Regions from separate parts of the Mus musculus genome. Here region 1 is linked to region 2. Evidence: chromatin contacts called from public HiChIP or PLAC-seq data. All regions are on one chromosome and are shown on one strand. Each heading gives the region's core, a stretch centred on a gene start, on an enhancer-like site or on the middle of the called end of the contact. The rest is flanking DNA. Distances are from core to core; before and after follow the strand shown.

Evidence for each region. HiChIP or PLAC-seq counts read pairs in DNA pulled down with a chosen protein or histone mark.
Region 1: an H3K27ac HiChIP or PLAC-seq map of large pre-B cells shows a contact between it and region 2, with 3 times the contacts expected there. The contact joins two enhancer-like sites. A contact is called at or near these places in 3 of 39 promoter capture datasets (the 3T3-L1 cell line and hippocampal neurons) and 1 of 115 datasets of contacts at active chromatin or transcription factors (large pre-B cells).

The regions. Positions count from the first base shown.
Region 1 is chr4:140,858,113-140,864,239 of GRCm38.p6, forward strand. No RefSeq gene overlaps it. Among named protein-coding and RNA genes, the nearest start is that of 4930515B02Rik, 12 kb to the right of the region's middle. Within about 2 kb of position 1,424, at least 40 of the 459 cell types and tissues checked have an H3K27ac peak or open chromatin away from gene starts, as enhancers often do.
Region 2 is chr4:139,738,890-139,745,138 of GRCm38.p6, forward strand. Pax7 (paired box 7) reads right to left here. Exons shown (of 9, transcript NM_011039.2): 9 at 1-2,013. The coding sequence ends at 1,898. Among named protein-coding and RNA genes, the nearest start is that of Gm42334, 7.1 kb to the left of the region's middle. Within about 2 kb of position 4,927, at least 24 of the 459 cell types and tissues checked have an H3K27ac peak or open chromatin away from gene starts, as enhancers often do.

The DNA of each region.
Region 1 (6,127 bases), core at 174-2,673, 1.1 Mb after region 2:
TGGAACTGCCCAAACTCGTCTTCTCCCTGCGGAGCTGGGGCTGGGTCCCAGCTCATGGCAATGATACCTCCCTACCCTGCTGCCCAGGTTAGCCCACCCATGCTGAGGTGGTAAGAGGCAGGTGGCTGCCATTCTACCCTCTTCTATGGTATCAGCAGGACGTGTCTTGGCTCCCAAGCGCCTGTCTTCTGGGGCCAGCCAGGGGCCTGATCTGCCTTAGGCATCTTCCCGGGTTCACTGTGTCTCTGGCACTCCACAGTAGGAATATGTGAGCGGGAGACACGGGGCCTGCGCTGGCTTACACGGGTGACATGGTGCAGTCGTCACACTCCGATCTCCTGCTCCTGTCACTTCCTGAGCTCCCCGGCTGTACCTCTGTGTCCTATTCCCATTCTCATCCTGGAATAAATGACAAGTGACTGAGCTGCAGCCCCAAACCTCTTCACACACAACCAGACCTGCCTGAGGTACACCGGGCTGGGAAACAATGTCTCCACCGACATGAGCAGCTACTTCTGGGCTACAATTCTGCTCACATCTCACAGGCAGAGGAGAGCCTCGGTGGCCTCGGAGCTATGAGCTGGGCTTGGAAACCTCCTTCTCTTCTTCAAGGGCCAGGCTTCCAGACCTTCTGGGAGACAGCACTCCTGAGGAGAAGGGCTCATCTAGACAAGGGTGCGGTGGTCCATCTGACTCTCCTGACCCCAGGAGCCAGAGAGAGGGCTGAGTGTCCAAGAACAGTGTCTGGAGATCTGTTGCAGACATCCACCTTTAAGATAACTCTCGTCACAGGCATGCAGAGAGAAGAGGTGCCAGGTATTGCTGCTCAGGGAGGGACCTTTCTGTGGGAGGTGGCACTGGATGGTGGCTTGAGCAAGGGAGAGTTTATGACCTAGGTCAGGCATCCCTTACCTCCTTGTCCTCTTTCTGGGTGCTCAAGGTTGGCCCTACCTCACCGACTTGCCCACAGTGCCTCCCATTTCAGTAAACTATAGTCCCTGAGTGACACACAGGCTAACAAATGGGACATTTGACACCTAGAAGGGAGTTGGTGACATCAGGTCATTAGAAAGGGGCCAGACAAGAACCCTGGTGTCCATGGCTCCAGGTGCCCAATGTACTTGTCCTGGCCCCCACATCTGCCTAGATGTTGGCCACTCAGTTACTAACTGGCCATAGACTTCTCTCCTGGACTGAGCCTGGCTCCCAAATAGACCAACCATGCAGGCCATCCTATCTGGCATTACATAGCCAACTTGTCTGCCCTCTGTGCTCTGTGTGGCTTACAACCTCCTCTTCAGCAGAGGCAGCCACAGGGGTTCAAAGAAGGTTTCGCCCTCATCCGAACCGGACACGCACCAGTTCCTCAGAGCCCTCATGGGCGGGGCCTAATGCACCCCCGCAAAGCCTCCACCCTTCCCAGCTCTTCTGAGTCAGCCCCACGGTGCCCCAGACACCAGGTTCTGCAGCCAAGGCCAAGCAAGGCTTCCACAACCTGGCGGGGCCAACCCCCTGTCCCTAGAATTGAGGGACACTGGCAAACAGAGCTCCCTCTAAGATCCGTGAAGGCGTAGCTCGCTTCTCAGCTATCAGGAGTGTTGATGAAGTCTCCTTAAGGGGAGACATGTGAACCCTTTAAGCTCAGGTGACCAGAGCAGTTCAGACAGGAAAGTAACCCTAACTCCCCTAGGACACCTAAGAGCAGTCAGCAACCCACTCAACCATTCAGTCTACTCAGAGGGTCCTGCGTGGTGCATTGTGGGGCAGGGTTCAAAGTGCATGGGGCTGCTTCTTATCTATCTATCTATCTATCTATCTATCTATCTATCTATCTATCTATCTATCTATCTATCTGCCTATTTGTTTGTTTGTTTTAAGTCAAGTCAGGGTTTCTCTGTGTAGCCCTGACTACTGTCCATGTGCCTCGCTCAGAAGGCCCTGTGGGAGAGCATCCTCGGTCTTGCAGATAGTAACGAGAGGAGAAGGAGGAGGGGAGGTCTGCAAACAGAAGAAAAGGGTGGCTTGCTACCCCAGAGGGACCAGGAGAGGATCGCTGGCTCGGGGCTAACTGCTGAGTGCACAGTGACTTGGATCCTAAGTGTTCTCTAAAGGCTCCTGCATGTGGGCTTCAGAGGTGTGGCCTGTGGGAGTCAGAGGTGTGGCCTGTGGGCTTCAGAGGTGTGGCCTGTGGGAGTCAGAGGTGTGGCCTGTGGGCTTCAGAGGTGTGGCCTGTGGGCTTCAGAGGTGTGGCCTGTGGGAGCAATGGATCACTGAGACCTTTACCTACTTGGCTGATTAATCCATCGATGGCTTAATGGGCTGTTGGGAGGTGGTGGAAACTTCAGGAGCTGCCACCGGAGGAAGTAGGCCACTGGGAGGGTGCCTTTGAATGGGGACACTTGTTCTGGTCCCCTTTGCTTTCCAGCCAGCTTGGAGAGAGCAGGTAGCTTGGTCGCAGGCTCCCTGCTTATCAAGGTGACCCGGAGGTCAAACCCTCAGAGCTCTAAGCCAAAATAAACCTGTCATTATGTAAGTTGCTTTTCTCAGTGATGGTTTATCACAGCAATGGAAAGCTGAGTGAACCAAGCCCACAAAGGAGGGATTCTACTCACCCTGAGACCGGAGGGGGCTCCCTCAAGTCAAACTGGTCTCTCCCAGAGGTAGCTGGGAGGAATATAGGGAGCCCTGGGTCTCAGTTGTGAGACCCCCCCACACACACACAGGCTGGTGGGGTCCTCTGGTTCTCTCTCTTCTTAGCCTTATCTTTCTTTGACACAGCACTGGGTAAGTATCGCTCTGAGGCCCCATCTCCACCCTCTCCCTAACAGCACCGCAGCCTCTGTGCCACTCACCAGAATGAGGCCGGTCCGAGTGAGGCTGGGGCTGAGCACCTACGGCTCAACCTAGGCCTGAATCACTGTACCTGATCTTGGCCTCCAGCCCCAGAGCTGGGGGTGCCAGCCTGGCCGGGCAGGGCAGGCAGCAACTGATACAGAACTGCTGCTTCCTGCCCCACTTTCTCCCGTGGATGCATAGCACCGTTCTCCCAGACACCCAAGCCCTGGTCCCAAGCGCCAGCCACCTACAGAGCAGTGTATTCTTCCTGTGTGCTGTTCTCACAGGTGGGGGTGGGGTGAGGGTGCTGGCCTGATGGTAGAGGCAGAGCTTTTGTGAGACCCCAGGTTGAGGGTCCAGCCCTAGGAGCCTCCTCTAAGAAAACAAAACCCCGCCGCCCTCAAGATTCTTGGTCCGATGGACAGGACTCAGGCCCGGTCCTTCTGAAGCCTCCTGGCTGACTGAGAGGAGAAGTGGTCTCTAGGCTGCCATGGTCCAGGCAGTTGGTCCCTACCTGTGCCTGCAGGCTCCTTCTGGGCAAGTGTGGTCAGGGTTGGCAGTGAGTTAAAAAAACCAGAGTTGCATGGAAGACATGATACGGGCCATCTCCAGGACAGGAAGTCCCTTGTCCTAATTCTTTTTTTTCCCATTTTTTATTAGGTATTTAGCTCATTTACATTTCCAATGCTATGCCAAAAGTCCCCCATACCCACCCCTCCCACTCCCCTACCCACCCACTCCCCCTTTTTGGCCCTGGCGTTCCCCTGTACTGGGGCATATAAAGTTTGCAAGTCCAATGGGCCTCTCTTTCAAGTGATAGCCTATTAGGCCATCTTTTGATACATATGCAGCTAGAGACAAGAGCTCCAGGGTACTGGTTAGTTCATATTGTTGTTCCACCTATAGGGTTGCAGATCCCTTTAGTTCCTTGGGTGTTTTCTCTAGCTCCTCCATTGGGGGCCCTGTGATCCATTCAATAGCTGACTGTGAGCATCCACTTCTGTGTTTGCTAGGCCCTGGCATAGTCTCACAAGAGACAGCTATATCTGGGTCCTTTCAGCAAAATCTTGCTAGTGTATACAATGGTCCTTGTCCCAATTCTGTCCCAGCTGTAGTTCCCGGCTGCCCATGCACGTGGCCAGCCAGGTATCTGTGTTCCTGTTTCCTGACAGACTTCTAAAGACATGACACAAAGCCAAGGCCACACACCAAGGCCAGACTGGGGCCCAGAATTACCACCACAGGGAGTGGGGAAGGAGCAGCCCGTGATTCAGGAAGCTGGTTCCCCATGTATTTGGCCCAGGAGGCTCGGTCTGACAGGCACCCTCTGCCCTAGTGCCCCGGAGATGGCCTGCCTCGGGCTGCCCAGATTTGGCCTTTCCCAACTCCGTTTGGAAAACGCTTTTTATCTGAGGGAGGCCTGCTCCCTCACCAGGAGTTTATGAACCTAGTTTATGGGTCTGGTACAGAGAGCCTGGGGCATGGTTTTGGCATGTGCCTACAAAAATACCCGCTGAGGTGCGGCCTGGCCTCTGACTTGAGCTTCTCTGGAAGCCAAGACTAGGGATGAGTCAGCATTATGAAGGGAACAGGAAGGACCAGAGATACATAGGAATTTACTGAGGTCACACAGCTCACCCATAACAGACCTTGGCCCTTATATTGTTCCCTTGTGCCAAGGCTAGGAGGGGACAGGTCGTTATGCTCTTAGGGACAGCTCAGACCTATATTGAGGGCACTAGGGGCTGAATTACAGGTTCTGTAGGAGGCAGCCCCAGGACCTTGGCAAAGCAGGGTTTGGGGGACCTAGAGGATCACACGACCCCTCTCTCAACCGATCACCAGCATCTTCTAAGATGGCCAAGTTATGACATGGTGGAAAGAGAAGACACAAGTACGTCCTGAGCCCCTCCGGACACAGCCAGAACCGGGTACTGGAGTATGTCACCCAGGCCTCGGGCGGTCTGCAGCTGTTGAGAGACCATACACATGTACAAGATGATCTGGGGGGGCGGGGTTTCACAGATGACCAGACATGTCCCCCAAGGTTGCATAGCACCTAGGTGGGGAGGTGAGCGCTCTTGTCTGCTTCCAAAGACTACACTTATGGCTTCCTCTCCCCCGTAGCTCCCTCCAGAGAGGGCTCCAACCACCCTGTCACCGGCTCACTGACCTAGTCCTCCAGAGTCCAGAATCTCATGGCTGGACTGGTTCCCTGGGTGCGTCTCCTCTCTGGACTCTGAGAAGAATGGCATAGACAGAGATGAACTTGGCCTTGGAGTTTACCTGCGCCGTTGAGATTCCCAGAGAAGCTCAGAGCAGCAGAAGGCAGAACGCACAGGCCAGGGAGGGAATCAGATACTTGGCTTAATAGAACATGGCCAGGCATGATCTCTTGTGTGACTTCAGGTATGGTTGGCTCTCTCTGAGCCTTGGGGCAGAGCCATGAGCCTATCTGTACCCAGAGAAGGAAAAAAGGGGAAGAAATTGAGCATAGCAGCACACACCCACCCCGCAATCCCAGCCCTTGGGAGGCAGAAGCAGGAGAATCACAAGTTCTAGACTGGCCAAGGCTACACTGTGAAACCCCGCCGAATGGGTTTCATTCACAAGTGAATGAAATTTTAAAAATTGAAAAGAGAAGACAGGGAGAGAGCTGGGCCAAAGGTGACCCTGTGCCAGGGCCACACTTGGGTCATCCCCCAGTTGCAGCATCTCCCAGAGTAAGAGCTGTAGGAATGGAGGCCTGAGGATGTAGCTCAGCTGGCAGAGTGCTTGCCCAGCATGCATGAAGCCCTGGGTTTGAGCCCAACCTGCATAAATTGGATATGGTGGTGTATGCCTGAAATCCCAGCTCTTGGGAGGTAGAGGCAAAAGGCTATCCTTGGCTACCCAGTGAGTTTGAGACTCTGCCTCTGTGTGTGTCTGTGTGCATGCACGTGTGTGTGTGTGTGTGTGTGTGTGTGTGTGTATGTGTGTGTGATCTGAGATCTCCAATTTTGCATCACAGGCCAGCAGCAAGCGGGAGCGTGCTCTGGGGAGCCAACTGTGTCTATTGCATCTCGATGTCACACACAGCAAAGACACATGGGTAGCTAGAAACTGTCATGGTGAGACTATTGGTCGGTGGAAAGTGGTCAACACGTACATCATGGTTGACCTCTGTGCCTTGGGCTGGTTACCTTAGAAGTTAATGTTAAACATTCCCTAAACATCCTTGGTTGTGTGCAAAGTACCTTTCTAGAAGTGTGTCCATGTGTGCGTGTTACTTTTATTATCACTGCAACAAAAC
Region 2 (6,249 bases), core at 3,677-6,176:
TCCTCTTGTCCAGACCTTGAAGAGCCCAACAGTCTCCTCCTTTGAAACCTGGACAGAGCTGGTGAGCTCCATCCGCCTGGTGCTCCATGCTACCAGAGAGTCAGTTTGCCCTCAGTTATTATTAGACTTCTCTAAACCACAGATACAAGCCATTCTAGTCATGGCCCGGGACAGGCTTCAGATAATAGGTCTAGAGATGAGAAATCGGTGTACATTGGTCACATGTTCATGTAGACAAGTGTCCCTGGTGTCTTGTCGGTTCAGGTCCCCAGGCAAAAGGAAGTCAGTTGGGGCTTTTAAGCCCATAGTTCCTCTCTCTAGGAATGTCTTGCTGGCTGAGGGCAGGAGACATGGGCCGGGCCAGCAGGTGGTTTCATGTGTACAGGTGGCAACAGGTGATCAAGCCCAGGGTTCCTGGATTTAGTGCTGTGGGGTACCAGCACTGGATGAGGGTGATCCAGAAGTAGGCTATAGCGAAGGAGAGGGTAAAGATGGATGCGATTTTGATAAATAGAGGATGATAAACAGCTCCACAGAGGAGAGGATTGGGGGGGGGGGAGGGCTCAGCAATCCGTTTCCCTCAAAAGACCCAGCTCTAAGAGAGGGCGGGGTACAAGGAAGACTCTGGAGTGCTTAAGAAAGGTGCTTTGTCCTCTTTGCTGGGACTTTTAGCATCTTCCTCTGTCCCCGGGGTGGCGGGGGTGGGGGTGGGATGGGGTGGCTTAGAAACAGTGCCCAGAGCGCACTGTGCTTTGTAAGGCGACAGAAGCCTCCTGACTGAGCAGCCATCACTGAAAAATATGCTACTCTGAAAAGGACAGCGACATGGCCTTCCTCTAAGATGCCAAGAAGGCTGGAACATCTTCTCTGGGGTGGAGCAGCAATTTTGTCTGGCCCGAGAAGGCTCTCTGCATCCGGTGGCATCAAGAGCCTTACATTCTGGAGGATGGAGGCCCCCTTTCAGGGAACCAGGTTTCCAGCTGCCAGCAAGATGGTATGCCGAACCCCAGGGGTGCGGACTTGAAAGCTTGGTGCTCTCTGACTGTCTGAGCCTGCCTTCTGCCTCCTGTCACCTCAAGACCTCTTCTCCTACCAATTGAGGAGAGTGACAGGTTCTGTGGGCTGCCCAGGCCTGACACAGTGGGCAAGCCTCTGTCAGATTGCAGCCTAGGAATCCTGCACCTCCTGATGCTAGATTCAGGACCAGGCATTCTGGGATAGCCCATGGGCAATCAGCTCTGCCTCTGTGCCCCCTACCCTCTGCTAGAATCCCTTCCTGGTCTCCTGATGCCCTGCAGGGTGCATAGGGACAGTCCTAAAGTCCTCTGGATTCCTAGGTAAAGCTGGGATGTTACCTGCTTTCTCCCCTGGGAACACCCTGGGGACTCATCTCAGTGTCCAGTGAAAGAGGCTGCAGTCCTGATGCCAAGCGAGCGAGAGAGAGCTCCCAGCTCTGTGACTGAGGACACCCATGGGCTCCACCTACACCCATAGCCAGGGCACCCACGACTCAGAGGTCAAGGACTCCAGGGCCTTGTCTTTGGCACCATTTTCTTCTGATAACTAGGTGCTTGGTTCAAATTGAGCCTCAATCTCTGCACTGAGACAGGACCGAGGCCACGATACAGAGAAGGTGGATGTGAGCTGGAGGTCACTGCAGGATGCCTAGGAACCCCTCTGAAGAAAGAGGGGAAGGCAAGGGGCCACTCTGGGTCACTAAGCATGGGTAGATGGCACACTGGTTTTCCGTCTCCAGAGGGTTTCCTGTAGGAAGGGAAAGGGTTTTTTTCCCTTGGTCTCCTGCAACCCCAGGGGGATAAGGGGACTGAGGTGAGGAGACTCAGGGCTTGGGAAGGGTTGGCTGGGCCACTGGATGGGGCAAGTTGCCCCAGGGACCCTAGTAGGCTTGTCCCGTTTCCACAGGAAGAAGTCCCAGCACAGCGGAGTGTTCCCCAAGCTTCATACGGCGCTGTGTGGACAGGCTCACGTTTTTGGCCAGGTAATCAACAGCAGCTGGAAAGAGAGAGAAGCTTCTAGAAACTGAGGTTCTTTTCATACATCCTTCCACTTAACCTTCATCCATCTGTCCATCTGTCCATCCAACCACCGTTCCATCCATCCTAACCAGCTCTTGTCCATCCACCCATCCACCTATAACATCCATCTATTCATCTGTTTACCCATGCATCTTACTAATCTATCCATCCAGCCTCCTTTTCTTCCATTCTTCTGCACATTCACAAATCTATTTATCCATCTTCTACTCCATCCCTTCTTCCAGCCATGTATCCTTCTCTCCTTCTATCTACTCATCCATCCATCCATCCATCCATCTATCCATCCATCCATCCATCCATCCACCCACCCACCCACCCACCCACCCACCCATCCATCCATCCATCCATCCATCCATCCATCCATCCATTTCTGTCTAATTACCCATCAAACCTTATGATCTATCCATCCATTTCCACCATCCATTCTTCTTCACAATCATCCACATACAATGTCTTCCCTTTACACACCTGCCAATCTTCTCATCTGTTCTTCCACCCACACTATTCATCTACCCATTCTTCTGTTCATTAATCTTCTGTCTATATGTCCATCCTTCTGACCATCTATCCATCAGTCCCTCTTTCCTTTGTTGGCTAATTTTTATTGTCAACTTCACACAGCCTAAAATGACCTGGGAGGTGAGCATCAGTTGAAGAATTGTCTAGATCAGGTTGGCTTGTGGACATGTCTGTGGGGGAACTGTCTTGACTGCTAATTGGTTATTAAGAGACACAGCCCACTGTGGGTGACACCATTCCCTAGGCAGGGAACCCTAAGGTGTATTAAGAATGAAGCCAGCCAAAGGCAAGTAAGTAGACAGCATGGATACATTGTTTCTCTCTGCTTTTCAGTGTGGGTTTGATGTGACCAATTCAAGTTCCTGCCTTGACTTCCTGTTATCATGAACTGTAACACATGTCATTGTAAGTAAAATGAACCCATTCCTTCCCTAAGTTACTTTTGGTCAGGGTATTTGGCACAGTAACAGAAATAAAATGAGAACACCCTCCATCCTTCTTCCACCCATAGTTCCCTTATAAATCTCTTTCCCACCCTCTCAGCAAATATTTCCTCAGTGTTTATTATTTGTCTGCTCTTTTTCTGGCTCTAAAGGGAAGTACACGTACACATCCCAGATTTCAGTAGAGAATTAAGCTTCCCTCCCTCAGTCCATTTGCATATCCTGGCCAGTGAACCCGGCTGAGTGAGTCCAGGTTAACACTGAGGATGAAGGCTCTCTACCTTTTCTGGACCCTGAGTGCAGGTATGCATGAGGCACAACAGGGTCCTTGCACAAGAGCCAAAGTGGCTTTTGCAAGTGAGCCAAGAGGGCCTTTGAGAGAAAACATGAGAGCTGAAACCCACAGCCTGCCAGCTCCAGAGAAGTCCTGTGAGCATTGGTGGGGATGCGTGTGAAAATGAGTGGTGTGTATGTGTGTGTGTGTGTATGTGTGTGTGTGTGTGTGTGTGTGTCTGTGTGTAGGGGAAAGGAGTGTCTTCACAAGGCAATGCTGAGCATAGCATGAATATTCATACATAACAATACCTACCCATGCCCATTTGAGACACACACACATACAGACACACACACCTGTGTGAGCCCCTTGCTCCTTGTAAACAGATACCTATGCACACACAGGTCCTGCAAGCATAAGAGCTCACCTGAGGAAGACACAGATGTCTGTCATGTGCAACTACAATGGCTGGCCTGCGAAGCATGTGGATCTGTCCTAATTGAAGCTCTAGCAGACATCTTTCCTGACTAAGGCACTGGACAGGCAAAGGTCCAGGGCCTCCCAGGGCCTTTAGGTCTTGTGACTATAACCAGTGTGCCCCCACAGAACCCCCATGCATAGAGAGGTGAAAGCTGGGCACGGAGAGTCACAAGGCTCCCTCTGTTACCCGCCTTTCAGGGCTCCCTGTAGACTATCTCTGTGCTTCCCCAAGCGTGGCATCTTCTGCTTAAAGCAGGGCAGGGGGAGGTAGAGCCAGGAGGCAGGGGACACAGCTTGATGGTGAGACCAGGGAGTCCAAAGGGACAATCTCAATAGTTGCCTCCCAACCTTGAGTGTGACCTGGGCCATAGCATTTCAGCCTCAGTTTCCTTGTCTATATCATGGGATGGAGCATATGAACCAAAGAACTGCAGGCAAAGAATCCACACACATAGTGTGAAGGTAGAGTGTGGTGCTTGTGAGCGCAGGCCTAGAAGAAATGTGACCTTTAGCGGTGGCATGGAGAAAAGGGTGGCCATTCCTGGGTACATTCCCAGTCATATGGTTTTGAGCAAACTGGTCTTCCTTTATGTTAGTTTATCTACTTGAAAGCTGGGGTACAGACACTGTTTTAAAACACGCTGTCATAGAAGGCTCAGGACAAGCCTCCCCACTCCTAAAGGCTATGAAAATGTCCTGGGGTGTCTTTGAATCGTGTGTGTGCCTCTCCAGCCAGGCTCATAGTGGGTGAGTGGAGGGGAAGATCTATGCTGAGTTCCTGGGCTGGTGACGTCACTCACTCAGCCTCAGGCTCCAAGGTAGCAGAGCAGAGGCAGCTATGGCCACCCTTGCCTGGCTGTGAATGGGGAGTGGGGAGTTGCCAACTCTTGCTGAAGGAAAACTTTAAAGCTCTGGTCACACTGTCATTTCTCCTTGGGTGTCAGGGTCCATGGATCAGTAAGCCACCCTCTTAGAGGGCTGAAGGGATAGAAACAGAAACCCCAGAGATTTAGCCCTGTGCTATCCTGCTCCCAATGCTGTACTCAGGGTACTTTTAGGTATTTTTCCAGTCATATAAGCCAGATAGTGGGACTGTCCCCTGTCCCTGTTTGGTGAAATGTAGAACTAAGGTCTCTAGAGACTCTGACTATAATCAGCTGGTTCCTCTTACACTTTCAGACTCAGGCAGGCTGGTGACAGCTCCATAGCCTTGGGCCTCACCAGCAGCCCCTGGGAATTATCTTGTGGTATCAGCATCTTGGCAATGGCCCCTGGTGTGCATACAGCCCTCACGACTGAGGCCCTCCGCCCACCCCACATGCCCACGGTGACCTTTTCCACTCCAGGCAAGGTTTACCAAGAGCACACATCACCTCAGGTGAACTTTCTTTAGTCTCAGGGAGCTGTGGCTTACTTTGCCTCAGCCTGTCCCATGCTGGGCCCTGACACGACCACTACAGTTATTCCGTGGATGGGGTGTCTGAGAGGTCCATCACTGAGCCATGCTAACAGCAAAGGCAGAGCCCACACTTGGTTGGCACTTACTGTATACTAGGGGAAGGTGGGTTCTGTGCCTTGGGCAGGACAGTTCCCACTTGAGAAAAATAAAACCCGAGGCACAGCACAGTTGCCAGCCCAGAGTTACCCATGGGCACCCATGGTCACGGCTCCATCGACAAAGCTGTGCAAACAGGAAAAGCGGATCCCTAGAGCCCATGCAGGAAAGCCAGACATGGTGGTGTCTGGACCCCAGCCCAGGGGAGACAGAGGCATCTGGATCCCTGGGGCTCAATAGACAACATGCCTGCTGGTCTGTTTAGTAAGTTCCAGGCCAGTGAGAGATGCTGGGGATAGTGTCTACAGGTGAGACCTGAGCCTGACCTCTGACCTCCACATGCACAACTGCACACACATTAATGCATACATACATGCATGAACACATACACACATAAATAAAGGAAAACAAAATAAAGAATCGTTTCTCTGGCACCTCTATCCACTCTGCCCCAGTACACAGTAGGAACTTTCCCTCCTTGAGGTAGGCAAGGAAGCACTCAGAAGCCAAACTTTCCTGCTGACCCCCTGCAACTTCCAGAGCACCCAACGGGCCAACTGTAGGGCGTGCTTGCCTCTTCCTAGGGTAGAGCCAAAAGGCTGGACAAGAAGACAGGAAGGTGACATTCCTCATTAGGGACTCTGTCAACAACCCTGGATGTCCTTCTGTCCCTCCGTGTCTCCCTTCTCCTGCCTCACACCCCGCCTGGGCTCTGAACGTCTCCAATTACATTAATCAAGAGTTGGCAGGAGCTGGGCCAGCAATGCCAACCAGTAAACAGATCCCAGCCATCAGGAGCTCGTCAGAGCGCAGCCCCAGAGGAGGACCCTTCCAGACACAAATTCTTATTAGAGTTGTCAGATCTATTAAAATTCTTTTCACACTCCTGCGTTCTATCAGCCCCATCATTAGTATGGCCCT